Regions from separate parts of the Sus scrofa genome. Here region 1 is linked to region 2. A link is a contact called in public Hi-C data. All regions are on one chromosome and are shown on one strand. Each heading gives the region's core, a stretch centred on a gene start, on an enhancer-like site or on the middle of the called end of the contact. The rest is flanking DNA. Distances are from core to core; before and after follow the strand shown. Region 1 overlaps ARHGAP35 (rho GTPase-activating protein 35). Region 2 overlaps FKRP (fukutin-related protein).

The links. Hi-C and Micro-C count contacts between places; a contact is called where the count stands out from the background.
Region 1: a Hi-C map of retroperitoneal adipose tissue shows a contact between it and region 2, with 2.0 times the contacts expected there. The contact joins two enhancer-like sites. A contact is called at or near these places in 3 of 5 promoter capture datasets (fetal liver, fetal skeletal muscle and skeletal muscle), 10 of 47 Hi-C or Micro-C datasets (alveolar macrophages, blood, embryonic fibroblasts and 6 more) and 1 of 2 datasets of contacts at active chromatin or transcription factors (skeletal muscle).

Annotation. Positions count from the first base shown.
Region 1 is chr6:52,829,548-52,832,247 of Sscrofa11.1, forward strand. All of the region lies in intron 5 of ARHGAP35 (rho GTPase-activating protein 35), which reads left to right. Among named protein-coding and RNA genes, the nearest start is that of NPAS1, 27 kb to the right of the region's middle. Within about 2 kb of position 1,359, at least 8 of the 83 cell types and tissues checked have an H3K27ac peak or open chromatin away from gene starts, as enhancers often do. A contact at or near this core is called in alveolar macrophages, retroperitoneal adipose tissue and skeletal muscle, where this site is marked.
Region 2 is chr6:52,631,465-52,634,164 of Sscrofa11.1, forward strand. FKRP (fukutin-related protein) reads left to right here. Exons shown (of 2, transcript XM_021094618.1): 2 at 1-2,700. Among named protein-coding and RNA genes, the nearest start is that of STRN4, 4.9 kb to the left of the region's middle. Within about 2 kb of position 1,292, at least 28 of the 83 cell types and tissues checked have an H3K27ac peak or open chromatin away from gene starts, as enhancers often do. A contact at or near this core is called in alveolar macrophages, retroperitoneal adipose tissue and skeletal muscle, where this site is marked.

The sequences.
Region 1 (2,700 bases), core at 109-2,608, 200 kb after region 2:
GGTTGTCTAACAGACGGTTAAATGGCAGGGCTTACTTTCCCTTCTTCTCACCCACCCATCTGCTCCCATCTCTCACAGAAGGCATTTAACATGTGGCCTGGGGTCAGATAGCCTCTGAGGAAGCCATCTCCTTGAGGGAAGGGGGCAGCTCCAGTGGCCCTGGCCAGATCACTTGAGGCTGCAGCAAGTTGGCACCTCTGGTTGGGGAGTGTTGTCTGGGGGGGTTTTTTGGCCACATTCTTGGTATGTAGAAGTTCACAGGCCAGGGATCGAACCCACGCCACAGCAGCACCCCTAGCTGCTGCAGTGACAACACCAGATCCTTAACCTGCTGTACCACAAAGGGAACTCCCAGCACCTCTGGTTTTAGAGGTCACCTTTCATGCCATCCCGCCTGCCCTGACAGCTCTTTCTGCCCCAGTCTCCCCTCTCTCCATAGGCCTTTGTCCACATGTGGGAACCTTCCCACTGGGCAGCCTTTCTCAGACCTTGCATAGTGCTGCAGAGAGGGCCTGACCTCTCAGAGCTTTACTCAGGGTGGCACTTTCTAGCTTTTTTAGCCCAAGGCAGCCTCCCTACTTTGTACCTCTGATGGATTAAGACCCCAGAAGCCACCACTGCTGTGCAGCTTCAGAAGGGGATGTCCTTGCTAGTGGCCAAGGGGGTGGGGAAGTGGAAATGGAGTGTGTCCCCTCAGATCCCAGGACACTAGTTTTATCTTGCTACCACCCACCTCAAAAGAGGAAGATTTAAGCATGTATGATTTACTTAAAAGGCTGATGGCGTGAGCGGAAATTTAGAGGAGGTCACAAATTCACAGTCTTTTAAGTCCTGGGTTATATACATTCTCAGCGGCTTTGGGAAATTGAGATGCTGACAGAAGCACAACCCTGAACTGTGGAGCCAGGGCTTGCAGGGCCCCTAGAGTAACCACTCTGGGGTCTGCATTTCCCTGGTATTTGTTTCCACAATCTGGGTGCCGCCTTCACCATATTTTATACACAACAGTCTTAGCTGATTGAAATCATTCACAGCTTCTGAGCTTATCCAAGCCCATGGGGATGGGGCAGAAGCACACAGTTCCCTGGCACTGTCATAGGGTTCCCTGGCCTTCCTTCCCATCTCCCTTCCCAGGGCAGGAGTCTGGATTTCTCCCAGATGAGCTGGAAGCAGGGACAAGGTGCCAGCTTCTGCTCTGATCCTGCCATCCAAAAATAAACGTCCTCTCAGCAATCACTTCTCCTGCAGGCTCCAGCCTGGCTCAGATGGGAAATGTAGGAATCTCCATCCTGAGCCTTTCCACCTAAGCTAAGCTTGTTAGGAAGAGAAGGTATGGGCCAGAAGCCTGAAGATTCCTGAGAGCATTTGTCTTGACTTGGCGCCATCTAGAGGCTAGCAGAGTCCTGGCACCCAGTAGAATCCCATTGTTTCTGCGGGAATTGCTGACATAGCATCTTTTTGTTTTTGGAGGGTTGTGGAAGGCAGGAGAGGAAGATGTTATTGATGGGGCATCAGCTGCCCTTCCTATAGTAGCTTCCGCTGACTTCCACTCATTAGGAAGGGAGCTTCTTGCTGCTACTGGAGCCTGGAAAGGGTGGAGATTTTCCGCTTCCGCTTCCTATTGTGTGTTTCCTGTGCCCAAAACTAGTCAGCTGGAGCTCTGTGGTCTTGAACCTGATCGAGAGGAGTGTATCTCACCAACACGGCACCTGTCACAGCCAGAGCAGTTGAGTGAAGAGTGGGGCTGTATGTGTCAGAGGGTGGGTTTATCTGAGCCAGGCAATGCCAGAGTTAGTGTTAAGGGACATTATGGAACAAAGATTTTCATGCCTAAAAGTAGCTATTCCCAGCCTGGCTGGGTTTCCATAGCAACATCAACTTGACCAGCTCTTTCCACTTAATACATAGGAGCTGTTGTGTCTGCGTGTGTTCAGGGCTTGGAAATGGTGTCAAATCCTATCACAACAAATATCAAGGTCACTGTCAAATTGTTTTGTTAGCCTCTGGAATTTCATAATATTGAACACTGCTGAAATTGTGCCTACAAACAGAGATTTTTGTTTTTTGTGGTTTTTTTTTTTTTGTTTTGTTTTGTTTTGTTTTGTTTTCTTTGTCTTTTTGCCATTTCTTGGGCCGCTCCTGCGGCATATGGAGGTTCCCAGGCTAGGGGTCAAATCGGAGCTGTAGCCACTGGCCTACGCCAGAGCCACAGCAACGCGGGATCCGAGCCGCGTCTGCAACCTACACCACAGCTCACGGCAACGCCGGATCGTTAACCCACTGAGCAAGGGCAGGGACCGAACCCGCAACCTCATGGTTCCTAGTCGGATTCGTTAACCACTGCGCCACGACGGGAACTCCAAACAGAGATTTTTGTGATTATTCACCAGTTATCTTCCTACCACAATCAAGGTGATATGTAAGAGATTCAGAAATGAATAGGAGGGGGTTCCTGTCGTGGCTCAGTGATTAACAAATCCGACTAGGAACCATGAGATTGCAGGTTCGATCCCTGGCCTCACTCAGTGGGTTAAGGATCCGGTGTTGCTGTGAGCTGTGGTGTAGGTCTCAGACACGTCTTGGATCCCACGTTGCTGTGGCTGTGGTGTTGGCTGGTAGCTGTAGATCCGATTCGACCCCTAGCCTGGGAACCTCTTTATGCCACGGATATGGCCCTAAAAAGACAAGAGACAAAAAAAA
Region 2 (2,700 bases), core at 42-2,541:
CTGAAGGATGGAAGGAAGGAGGGATGCGTCAAAGGCCCAGAAGGCAATTCTAAGGTTCTAAAGAATAATAAGTCGCTCTGAAGTGCAACTCAGGTTCTTAAGTGCCTTCTGAGCGGGGTCAGAGGAGGGCAGGCAGGCCTGGGATGGGTGAAGAGGGCTGGGAGAGCGTGCCTGGTAGGAGAGAGAGAGAGGAGACAGGGAGACCAAGGCAGGGCCCCAGGCACATGGCCACAGTGCAGAATTTGGCCCCGGGGACCTGAGTGGGCTTTACAGAGGCACAGAAACCCAGAAACCCTGCCCCTGGTCATCATCTTTTTTTTCTTTTTTTTTTTTTTTTTTTGACTGTCCCATGGCATATGCAATTCCTAGACCAGGGATCAGATCCCAGCTGCGGTTGCAACCTACACCACAGCTGTGACAGTGCCAGATCCTTTAACCCACTGTGTCAAGCTGGGGATCAAACCCGTATCCTGGCATGAGAGATGCCGCCAATTCCATTGCACCATAGTGGGAACTCCTGGTCATCATCTTTTCACCGAATGCATTTTCAGTGCCCAGCCACACGCTAGACAGACAGGAGTGACGGAGACAGCGCTGGCTCTCCCCTCCTGGGGGAAACACAGTCTAGAACAGGCAGCCCTGGGGGGATTTCTGGCCCAGCCTGCATTTCAGAGAGGGCTTCCTGGAAAAGGAGCCATCTGAGCTGAAGCCTGAGCATAAGCAGATTTCCAGGAGAAAAGAGGCATGGAGAGAAGGGGGGTTCCAGAGGCAGAAGGAACAGGATCTGCAAAGGCTTAGAAATAACATCTGTTTGAAGAAAAGTCCAAGGTGGCTTAAGCATAGAGCTCAAGGAGGCGTGGCAGGAGCTGGGGCTGGAATGGGGGGCAGGCAAGGGCCAGGTCACACAAGGCCTGATGGGATGTTGTTGGAAACTTAAACTTCCTCCACACGGCACTAGGGAGCCATGGCAGATTCTGAGCAGAGAGGGAGAGGTCCGATGTGTGCTTTATGGAGACCCCTCTGCTGCCGTGAGGAGGGGCTTCATCAGGAGGCCAGAGGGAGGCCGGGCAGTGTTCTGGGTGAACCCAGGTCAAGTGGGAGCTGTGGGAATGGGGAGGAGGGGTCAGAAGTGTTTTGGAGGCAAGACGGCTCGCTGGGCCTCTGATGTCCCCCTCTCTGGGAGGGGCAGAACCTAGGAAGATCCTTCTTGGGGAAACTTTCTGTATCTGCTCAAAGCTGGAGAGTTGTTTATTCCTTCTGTGCTGGAGACCTGCCAAAGCTTCAAGTTGTGATTGGGACAGGGAGACAGCGCCACCTAGGGGTTGCTTAGGAGTGTAGCCAAGGAGTAAAGGTGAGGCACTAACCCCCCACCCCACCCCGCCGCCCCTTTTTTGGCCATGCCTGAGGCATCAAACCTGCACCACAGCTGTAACCCAAGCCACAGCAGGGACAAAGCTGAATCCTTAACTGCTAGGCCACCAGGCAACTCCAGCACAACCTCTTGATGCAGCCCACTCTGCTTTAAAAAAGATGATTTTTTGGAGTTCCCACTGTGGCTCAGTAGGTTAAGAACCTGACTAGTACCCATGAGGACTTGGGTTCAATCCCTGGCCCCGCTTAGTGGGTTAAGGATCTGGTGTTGCCGTGAGCTGTGGCGTAGGTCACAGACGCCGCTCGGATCTGGTGTTGCTGTGGCTGTGGTGCAGGCCAGCAGCTGCAGCTCCTGTTCCACTCCTAGCCTGGGACCTTCCATATGCTGCAGGTGCGGCCCTAAAAAGAAAAAAAAATTGATTTTTTAACTGTGATAAAATAACACATAACAAAACTTGTTGTCTTAAGTTTTCAGGTTGATAGTTCAGTAGTGCTAAATAGATCCACGTTATTGTGCAATCTCCAGAACTTTGTCATCTTGCAAAATTGGAACTCTACAGCCATTCAACAACAACCCCCCCCTTGCTCCCTCCCCCCAGCCCCCTGGCAACCATCATCTACTTCCTGTTTCTGTGAGTTTGACCCATTCTACTAAAAAAACTAATTAGAGGCCAACATTAAAAATTCTGATTTAAAAAAAATTTCTAGCTTTTCTTGCAAAACCAGAACCATCTGGCTGATGATCAGGAAAGAGATGGCCAGATGGCACAGGATTTGAGGAAGTGAGAAGAAGGTGGGGGGAGGGGCTTGGTGGCGAGGCTTTGACCCCTGGGGGCCAGGGTGTGGGAGGGAAGGGAAGGAGAGATCAGGCCTGGCTTCCTGGAGCAGGGAACATAGAGAAGAAGGTGCAAGTTTGGGGACAGCAATGGGATCCAGGCATTTATAACTGAACCCGAATCTGAGTGAGAAGTTGACAATGAATAAAAGGGTGAGATCAAACATGAAAGAAGGGAAGCTGATTCATTTGAGAAAAACTTCCTGAGCACCTAATAAGTACCTAGCCCTGTGCTGGGTAGCCTTGGGCACCCAACAGTGACCAGTCAGGCTCAGGACCTGCCTTCATGGGTCTCATAATCCAGTGGAGGCCACAGGCTGGACCCTACTCAGCAGTGAATTAGAGTGGGAGGCTAGAGTGGGAACCCAGGGGGCTGAAGGAGCCCTGAGGGGGTTGCATGACCCAGGGATCAGGGAGGGCTTCCTGGAGGAGGAAAAGTTGAAACTGAAACCAAATAAGCACTGGGAAGGGAGTTCCTGATGTGGCTCGGTGGG